Linked DNA regions of Danio rerio: region 2 is linked to region 1. Evidence: chromatin contacts called from public HiCAR-type data. All regions are on one chromosome and are shown on one strand. Each heading gives the region's core, a stretch centred on a gene start, on an enhancer-like site or on the middle of the called end of the contact. The rest is flanking DNA. Distances are from core to core; before and after follow the strand shown.

Region 1 (5,634 bases), core at 2,263-4,762:
ATTGTGAATATGAAAGCAAAGTACAAATAAACAGTTTGTCATTAGTTCCCAATGTGTTTATGTTGATAAGTGAGAATAAAAAAAAGCCTTTGAATTAGGTTTGTTTGTTTGTTTGTTTGTGTGTCTGTACATATCAAGTTGCAAACCAAAACCTATGCTGTTCACACTATTCTGAAAAACTAAACAATAATAATATTAGTAATAATAATATTATTAATAATGACTATAATAATAACAATAATATTAGTGTTAAATTTATGTTTTTTAATTTGCTTAATTATTTACTTTTATTTATTACACACACACACATTGCAGGCGAATAGAATATTAGTTGTCAAGACTTTTACAATAAACTTTTACATTAAACAGTTACATTCAGTGTAGTACCGAGGCAGCAGTCATGATATAACTTTAAAAAATATATTCAAAGTCTGGCCTACCAGAAAAAATAAATGTTTTTAACAACAACAACAACAACAACAACAACAACAACAACAACAACAACAACAATAATAATAATAATAAAAATATTTAATAATAATAATAATAATAATAATAATAATAATAATAATTATTATTATTATTATTATTATTGTTGTTATTATTATTATTATTGTAACTGTTTTGCTTGGTGTCCACCCTAGAGCGTCTTGCTTGAACTGTCTATATCAGTCTGGTGGTAGCTCATGAATATTTATAAAGTAACTCTGACGTGTGTGTAGGGCTTATTAATATTTATATTGTGAATATGAAAGCAGAGTACAAATAAACAATTTGTCATTAGTTCCCAATGTGTTTATGTTGATAAGTGAGAATTTAAAAAAAGCCTTTAAATTAGGTTTGTTTGTTTGTTTGTGTGGGTCTGTATATATAAGTTACAAACCAGACTGATCCCACTATCCTGATAAACTAAACTATAATAATAATAATGTTGATGATAATAATAATAATAATAATAATGATAATAATAATAACAGTAATAATAACAGTAATACTAATAATAATATTAATAATAATAATAACAATAGTATTTAATATTATTTTTTATTTATTTACTTAATTATTTACTTTTATTTATTACACACACGTTGTAGGACTAAGAACACAAATTGTTAAGACATTTACATTAAACTTTCACATTAAACAGTTACATTCAGTGTAGTAAAGAGGCAGCAGTTATGACTTAACTTTCAAAAATATATTCAAAGTCTGGCCTGCCAGAAAAAAAGGATGTTATTTAATTGTTATTATTAGTAATATTATTATTATTGCTGCTGCTGTTAAAATGTTTGTATATAAGGTTGGTTCTGATTTACTGGGTATAAGTGTTACCTCTAGATGGAGATATAAAACAATTTTTGGAAAACACACAGTTATTTGCAGTTCCATTTCGTGTGCACTTGGTCTTTAATAGATTATGTGAGTAAATGTAAAAGTGCACGTGGTCTGTGGCACGCCATATGTCTTTTTAAAAACGTTAGTCCGATTATTTTATTATCAAAGGAAAGACTTGACATACCCCTCAGTAAACCGCGGTCCGTTCTACATTTTTAAATGTAATACAGCATACATTAAACATCCCATGGGGAATGTTGATACACAGTATCTTTATATAACACGTGCAATCTTCCATGTACAATTCATCTACATCGTTGTGACCGGTGACAAACTGAAGTAGGAAATTACGAAACTACTATGGCGAAGGATGGAGTGACATCACGTGACATTAACGCGCAAATCCATTTGAAGTCAGAATTATTAGCCCCCCATTGATTTTTATTTTATTTTTTAAATATTTCCCAAATAATGTTTAACAGAGCAAGGACATTTTCACAGTATGCCTGATAATATTTTTTCTTCAAGAGAAAGTCTTATTTGTTTTATTTCTACATGAAAAAAAGCAGTTTAAAAAAATTTAACAGAACAAATTGTTATACAATAACTTGCCTAATTACCCTAACCTGCCTTAACTAAATTAACCCAGTTAAGCCTTTAAATGTCACTTTAAGCTGTATAAAATCATCCTAAATATTATTAATTATAAAATAAATCAGTTATTAGAACTGAGTTATTAAAACTATTATGGTTAGAAATGTGATAAAAAAAATCTTCTCTCCTTTAACAGAGAGGCAAATAATTCAGGGGGCTAATAAATCTGTCTTCAACTGTAACTGTTTTTTTATTTTAATGTTGTCATTATATATATATATATATATATATATATATATATATATATATATATATATATATATATATATATATATATATATATATAAATGAAAACATTTCAATAATTCTCATTATTGTTATTATTAGAGTTTAGTTTATCAGGATATTAGGATCTGCCAAGGTGTTGTGGTTTGCAACTTGCTATGTACAGACACACACAAACAAACTTAATTCGAAGGCAGTTTTTTTTTTTAATTTGTGCTTATCAACATTAACACATAGCTAATGACGAACTGTTTATTTGCTTTCATATTTAAATTTGAATTAGAATTGTATTAAATGGGAGATCCCCTTGAGGTGAACCATCTTATTTTCGAGGGGGTCCCTAAGAGATACACAAATCAAGCAAATTACAACACATCATAACAAACATACAGTACAGCTAAACAAACAAACAAACAAACAAACAAACAAACAAACAAACAAGCAGCACACTTCACTTGAACCCCACAATCTATACCTACAACTAGGGCCAGACAGAATCTGCAAACATTTTTTTTGCTATTTTTATGGAAAATTTTGTAAAAAAGTATCATAGTATCATAACTGACAACTTAATATATGAAATAAAAAATAATACTTTCTTGAAGTTTATTTAATGTTTACAATGCAAATCCAATTAGATCCACTGGTCCATTGGTAAACAAAGCAAGTCTCTCATATAATTTATCTACTAAAAGACAGAAAATATTACTTTTCAAATGGTATTGTATATAAATCATATGAATAATATTACAACTTTTGTATCACAATAATATTAGTGAAATCAAGTTAAAAACGGAATAAATATACATTTACACACATTAACACATGTAAATGCACAGACTCAATGAGAAATTACAAACTATTTTATTGACAACTATTTGATGACTATTTGACAAATTAATAATAAGCATTTAAATCGGAACCAAAATTAATAACATTTACAAAGTGTTTCCAAAAAATAAAATAAATTAATATTAAATTCATATGAAAACAAATTAGTATTTAAAAAGCCAACTGAAATTGGTTTAAAAGGAGAAGGGAATATGTATAAGTATACATATTAATGAGAAGCCCTTCGCACACGTCAGACTTGCTTTATAAATATTCATGAGCCACGACTGGACCGTTATAGACCGTTCAAGCGAGACGCTCTGGGCTGGTTACCAAGCAACGTCAGCATGTCTCATTAATATTCATAAGCGCAGGCTTTACCATAGTAGGCTCTGCCATCGACGTAAACCCGAAGCTTCTGGGCGGGGAATCGGAGGAGCAAAACGGCAGAGAGGAGAGTCATTCAGGGTTAATAATATTCCGCCGTGGGGGGGAGCGGGGGAGGACACATACACACACACACATACACTGCCAACCCGGCGACGAGGTTGGGCCTGCGGTGCCTGCCTGCAACCCAGGAAACATGGAGCTCGAGAATATCGTGGCCAACACTGTTCTGTTGAAGGCGAGAGAAGGTAAGACATGACAGCCCGCCGGATTGTTGTCACTTTTGACAGCTGCGATCCTCAATCGCCGTGCTTTGCGTCTCAAAACGGTGGGGATTCCCCCAAAGGAAGTTAGGCCAAAAAGACAAGAGCAATGCAATGAAATAAATGCTCGCTTTGTGTTTCTTAATTATTTACGAAACACCGGATCAAACTGAGTGTTACACATTGATCACGGTGTGTTTATCGCCGTCTGTTCTGTTGTGTTCCTAACCTTGAGCAAGACCTGTCAGACGTAAAAGAAAAGAGAATAAACAAATCCGTTTCTGTCAAAACCCTGCTTGGATTCTACGACGTTTCTGTGAACGGACAGGTTTTGTGTGTAAAGGAGAAGCGATAAACACTGCTGTCTGTAGTGTTATGTATTGACAACAGTCGTTAGTGTCTGTGTGCTCGAGATAAGCGCTTGAATTAACTCAACCGTTTGAATTAACCGACCCTATGGTTTTGACAGTGTTGCTTAAATAGTGAACTACCTGCGTATGTGGCCGGGCGCGTAACATCATGTTTCAAAATGTTGTTTTGAAGGCAGTTTGTTTTAATTGTCGTTGTATTCTGCAGGTGTTTTCCTCAAACATGAGGGAATCCTGCTGCTTTTTTCCCTCTAGTCTGTGTTCGAGCATTCTTGTTCTGCACACCTGGGCAGCTACATTTATACAGTATACTGGTCAGCAGTGAGAGAAAGAGTACTGAAAATCATACTCAAGTAAAAGTACCATTACTTGCCTAAAATGTAGTTCAAGTAGAGTAAAAGTATCTGTTGTAAATATTACTCGGCGTATGAGTAAAACAGCCATTTTAAATGTTAAAAGTGAGTAGCGAGTATTGCACTGATGCGTTTACATGCAATTTGTGGATGTGTGTAAACGTAACATTCTGTAGTGCATCAAGTTATTGCTCAGCAGGCACTCAACATCGTAAGATGTTAATATTAAGTTAGGTCATGATGTTAGGGGACCATAATTCAATAGCTAGCCAGCATCTAAGGACAAAGTTATTTTGATTTTCAATATAGACATCAAATGAGGTTGATGTTTGGTTAATATTAGGTTGTGTTGGTGGCTAAAATATAATGTGGAGCCAACATTTTAAACCAACATTATATTGACATCAAATACTGACATTTATTTGTCAGGTATGGCAACCAAAACCCAACGTCTGATAAATGTCATTGTAGTTACGTCCACCCAACGTCAAGCTGTAATGTAACATTAATATTTGGTTGATTTTAGCTTGGTTGTTGGACATTGACATCGGCCTGACGTTGGGTTTTGATGTCAACTCGATTTTCAGTTCCAAACAAGATGCAACGTCACTACGACGTTGAGGGTACAATGTCAATTTGACGTTTTGTTTCTGCTGGATGCTTAAGGTCATTTTGGTCTTTGGTAGTTCTGTATGATGCGATTTACTTTCTATGTGCAATTTGATTGGACAGGAATCACAGGACTGATTTTTCTAATCCCCATTGGCAGGAAAAAATAGTGTACTGTAGTGACTGCAGTTTGAAGGAAAGTAGTGAAGTAAAAGTACCAATACAGCACTGTAAATGTACTCAAGGGAAAGTAAAAGTACACATTTTAAAACTACTTGGTAAATGACAATTTCTGAGAAAAACTACTCAATTACTGTAGTTTGAGTGTTTGTAATTCGTTACTTTACACCACTGCTGGTCTGACCAAAATGTATGGAACACTAAAAGATTGTTTTTGAGTAAAACTGCACACAAAAAAAGTTAAACTCTGTAAGACTCATATATACTTTGGACTTTTTCATATTTTGAAAGCTGTTATTTCATATATGGCTTCAGTTTAGTCACTGCATGATTGCTCAACATTGTTTCTTCCTTTTTTAAGAGGACATTTAACACTAGCATGTCTGAGTACTAATTTTGTGTTACTTTAAACTACATTTTATTTAAAGA
Region 2 (5,634 bases), core at 854-3,353, 140 kb after region 1:
ATACAGGCAATGAGTTTCCTGTCCACACACTGAAGCTGGTGTCGAGCTCATGCAAGTTGTCATAGCAATGCTCTTTTCCCTTATGACCAACACTAGCTCAGATTAAAAGAGATGGAACAACTTCAGTTCCATTCTGCTAACCTGAGTAATCTACACTATACTGTAGGTAAAACCACTAATAAATACAGTACATTCCACAGGAGAAGGTCTATTATATGCAGAATACTTTAGCTCTTCATGTGCATTCCATTAAACAGTATACATGTATAGTTCAATATGTTTTCTGCTACAGTTTTTCTTGTTCTCGAGCATTTTACACTATACAATAAGTAGTAATGCAAAGTGATATTTAAACATGCTTCCTCAAATATTTTAGTCAGGTTCCACAAGTAAAAAATATTATATCCATTTGAATATCATCACAACCTTTAATCTTAGTGGCTTAATGGAGAGTGTAAAGACTATTTTTATAACCAATATGTAAATTAAAGAACAATATTTTTTTTCGCTTTCCAAGATACCCAAGATATTTTACCAAAAACTATATATGTATATATATATATATATATATATATATATATATATATATATATATATATATATATATATATATATATATATATATATATATATATATATGGTTGTTGGTGCCAGATTTGCTGGTCAGAGTGTTTCAGAAACTGCTAATCTACTGAGATTTTCATGCACAACCAACTTTAGGTGTTACAGAGAATGGACTGAAAACAAGATAATAGTTCTGTGGGCGCAAATGCCTTGTTGATGCCTGAGGTCAGAGGAGAATGGCCAAACTGGTTCCAGGAGATAGAAAAGCAACAGTAACTCAAATAACAACTCGTTACAACCATGGTATGCAGAAGAGCATCTCGAAACGCACAACACGTCCAACCTTGAGGCGGATGGGCTACAGCAGCAGAAGACCACACTGGGTGCCACTCGCCCACTCCTGTCAGCTAAGAACAGGAAACTGAGGCTACAATTCACACAGGCTCACCAAAATTGGACAATAGAAGATTGGACAAACATTGAGGGGTCTGATGAGTCTCGATTTTAGCTGCGACATTCGGATGGTAGGGTAAGAATTTAGTGTCAACAATGCATGGATCCATACTGCCTTGGATGAATAGTTCAAGCTGGTAGTGGTGGTGTAATGGTGTGGGGGATATTTTCTTGGCACACTTTAGGCCCATTAGTACCAATTGAGCATTGTGTCAACACCACACTTGCCGCAAAACCACACACGTACTCAAATGTCCACAATCACCAGATCTTAATCCTATAGTGCACCTTTGGGATGTGGTGAAATGGGAGATTTACATCTTGGTCTGCAGCAGCTGCTTGATGCTATCATGTCAATATGGACTAAAATCTCTAAAGAATATTTCCAGTCTCATGTTGAATCTATGCCACAAAGGATTAGGGCAGTTCTGAGGGAAAAGGGGGTCCAACCCAGTACTAGTAAGGTGTACCTAACAATATATATATATATATATATATATATATATATATATATATATATATATATATATATATATATATATATATATATATATATATATATACATATAATTTTTTATTTATTTATCTTTTTAGGATGTACACAGTCTTTTGTATGTGTTTACTCTAAATATATGATTAACTATGTAAATTTCATATTGTTAGCTGGTTGCATGGTTATTTATTAATTTAACAGTTTTTTAACATCATATGTACAGTATAGTACAATACTGTTCCATTCTTCCTATATTTTAGCATGTTCTGTATTATTTAAAATGTTATATCTTTATTGTTATTTTCCTACATTTTTAAGTAAATCACCATTTTACAGTATGTGTACATATATTTGAGAGCACCTTTAGAAGTCACAGTGAGAAGTTGAAACAACCCGAGAAGATAGTTGATGTAAAGTTCATAGGCATCACTTAACCAAACACTCACAACCGCATCATAAACTTGACCATAAACAAACACAACCAACAAGCGTATTCTGACACAACCGTGCCACTTCAAATGCTTTGTTCTACAAACAGTTAAAAAGGAGGAGCGATCATGTCAGTTTGTTTGGAAAGCCGTTATCCACAATTTGATACACAGAGTCCTCGTGAAGCAGCAGCTCATCGCGCGCGGAGCGCCAGTGTGGGTGTTTCATGACGCGCGCGCGTCAATTACAGGTGTCCATTAACCATCGCGCGCATCACGACCCTCGAGGAATTACGCGGAACACCAAACGCTTTCTGTTCATCCAGGTAAACATTAGTCAAGACACTCAAGAACACACTCATTTAGAGTCTGCTTATACCATCATGTGCCACTGACAACTACGGCAACTTTATTTGGACGGAGTCACGTCCCGTCTATTGAAATGGTGTCACGCGTCTGAAAATGAACTCATCGTGACTGGAAGACGCTTGACATGTAAGTACGAGCCTAAAGGAATATGTATGTGTTTCTGTTTGGATGTAAGCTGTAATAGGTATTGTGATAATGAGAGTATAGGATACGTTTAATAAAAGCACAGTAATTATTTTTATGCCCTTGAATGTTGTTGTTGTGTATGCTCTTCGTAATATACAGAAAATGTGTGTTTTTTGTCTGTCACTGCCTATTGCGCACATTTTTTCACAAGCATCACCCACCTGCAAGACTGCACATCATCACTGCTACAATAAACGTCGATTATTTATACTAGAATCATATTGTTTACTTATTTAAAGCGATGATGTTTGGTTTCCAAGCATTGGGAATAAACAATTCTGTAGGCTGATTACAGAAAAAAAGCACATTCCTCTTTTGCTTTATAAAAACTGTTGTATTTTATCTTGATTATTTATTGAAAATTTTTTAAGATAAAAAAAAACATTTCAGTATACAGAATTAGCATGTGGTTTTCATATCAAACATAGTATTATGCAATGCATTGCATCAATGACATTGTGTTGTTAATAGGGGGCATCACTGAGGTTAGGCAGAGTCACATTTTTTCCTCAGTAAAGTAACAGGTGATGACATCCTTCTCCTCATTCATAGAGCTTGTGTTTAGCCCTCATGTTGTCTTAGAATTTTGTATACACCGTTTGACCGTTGGGTCAAAATTACCCGCCCTCACTAAACCTCTAAAGCAAATCAATTTAATTTCAATCTTTAAATCTATTTTGCATAAAGAATCAACCTCATCTTCATCACAAATTAAATATCTAGGTTTTTCCTTATCATCAGTGTGGAGTTTTGGTCAATGTTTAGTCAGAGGACAGCATTAGTTTTCAATGAAGTGTAGGGTATATTTTCTAAAGGTGCTAAAGGCACCTGCATAAGTGTAAAAGTCTTTAGCAAGGACAGTATTCACAACAGCTAAAGCAGAGGATTCTTATTGTGTATGTTTGGGGTCAGTGTGTTTTGTAGTGGGCATGTGTGTGCCAGTAGTTGTTATGGTGTAAAACATTGTTTTATTGATTGACCTTTAGGACAACTGTTCAGGGTTCATATGGTCATAGAAAACATGGAAAAGTCATGGAATTTTGACATGGCATTTTCCAAGCCTGAAAGGTTTTCGAAAACCAGAAAATCCCACAAAGGTTTGGAAAAGTCATGAAAACTAGTTTAACAAATATCTGTATACTTGAATTAGAGCTGCGCGATATTGGAAAAATCTGACATCATGGTGTTTTGTATTTCTGTGATTTATATTGCGATGTGAACTTTTTCACCAGGTGATTTAACAGGTTTATTTGGATTGATTTTGGGGATATTGTAGAGGAGTGAATCTCGAATAATATTTAATAAATAAATTGCTAGCATAGATAAATAAAATATATTAAAGATATAAGTGAATTATAGTTTTCAGGTATTCACTATTCAGGTACAGATATTGAATAAGCAACACTACATAGTCTTCAAGTATACTATTTAATCTTTATTAAAGTTATAAAAAACAGATGTTTTAAAATGTGAAATATGGAAATGCAACACAATCACAGGACTTAAAGGGACAGTTCACTCAAAGATTAAAACGCACTTACTATTTACTCACACTTGACTTCTTTCAATACTATAGGAGTTATTAAATTATATTATGTTTGTGTTCAATAAAAAAAAAAAAAAACTCAGAAATGTTTGAAACAAGTAAAGGGTGTAATGAAAATGGCAAGTCATTTTTGGGTGAACTATCTCTTTAAAAATGCATACAGATGATAAACTTTTATTCCATTATGATTAAACCCTATATTAAACAATAATCCCAACATAGCATATCCTGCGTTGTGATTATTGCGGATGCACACATTGCGATATCGATGATGAAACGATATATTGTGCATATCAGTGGAGTGTAAGCATGATCAAAATCAATTTTACATAGATATAAAAACAAATTTAGGCAAAATAGATTGTTGCGTGTTCTATGATATGCTGTTATAAATTTGAACGTCTTTGTTTTTCTTATTATTTACCCTGTATATGTAGACATTGCATGAAACATTACGTCATGAAAATGTACTTGAAAGTTCTAGAAAAGTCATGGAATATTAGTAGTAAAAATGTGTGTATGAACCCTGACTGTTGTACTAGGGTTGCATGGAAAATATGACATTACGATATTTTGTTTTGTTGCGATATATATAGTGATATCAATATATTTTTATCAGATGATTTAACAGCTCTTTTTGTAAAGATTTCACCCTTTTAGATGGACTGGGATGTTCAAGTCTTCTATGCAATGCATCTGCATAAACTATAATAAATTTGAAGCATGTAAATACAACAGAGCCAAAAGAAAAGTTAAATAAACAGTGCTTTACGGTTTTCTGGGGTGTCAAACAGTATTTAAGTAGAGAAATTAACAATAAAATGTATTATTGTCATTATTGCTATTATAAAAAATAGGTTTAATAATATCTTTATCTTTAAATCTTTAATAAACAACCTAATCCTGTGATATAACTATTGCAGATACACACATTGTGATGTCAATGCTCAAGCAATATATTGTTTAGCCCTATGTTATACCATAAATCTGTATAGCCTTCATGAAAACATAAAATTATACTTTTTTTTTTTGTAATGTTGGGGTCTTTTTAAAGAAAAAAAGATTAACAAAACATGGTTTAGAGTTGTTGTTCTGCTGTTAAAATGGTCATTTTTGACCTGTACATCAGCAGGAGGGTTAATAGAGTTCTCTGACAATTCTTCTATTCTGAATCACTATCAAGGTAGTTAGGTATGTATGTTAAACAAAACCGAACAAATCAAAAAAGCAACCCCATCGCAGAAAACATTTCAGAATCAAATATTATGTATTGACTTATATTGGCAGGGATGTTACTTCAGTGTGAAACAGCTCTTTTAGTTCCTGCAGTTAATCTATAGGTTGTGTCCTCAAAGCATGACATAACTGTAGACGTTTTAAAGGCAGTGTTTAGATGACAACATTCAGAACGAACGCCAAAAAGAAAATGCCAGAGATGATGCAGAACAAAGATAAATCGTCTTTCTGAAGGTCACCAAGATCTGGATTGAGGCTTGAGAGATGTGAATGTGTGTAGGAAATAAAGTGTTTACTAGATCAGTTCACAGTACAGCAGAACTGGTTATGTAAGTTGTCTTACTCTTAGTCATAAAACG

Evidence for each region. HiCAR-type assays count read pairs that join an accessible place to other places.
Region 2: a contact with region 1 is called in a HiCAR-type map of caudal fin, with 4 times the contacts expected there. The contact joins the promoter of prr7 here to the promoter of grk6 in region 1. A contact is called at or near these places in 1 of 18 Hi-C or Micro-C datasets (an unstated tissue) and 1 of 4 datasets of contacts at active chromatin or transcription factors (caudal fin).

Annotation. Positions count from the first base shown.
Region 1 is chr21:40,293,711-40,299,344 of GRCz12tu, forward strand. grk6 (G protein-coupled receptor kinase 6) reads left to right here and starts at 3,513. Exons shown (of 16, transcript XM_684691.10): 1 at 3,513-3,680. The coding sequence starts at 3,629.
Region 2 is chr21:40,432,983-40,438,616 of GRCz12tu, forward strand. prr7 (proline rich 7 (synaptic)) reads left to right here and starts at 2,104. Exons shown (of 3, transcript XM_005173879.6): 1 at 2,104-2,433.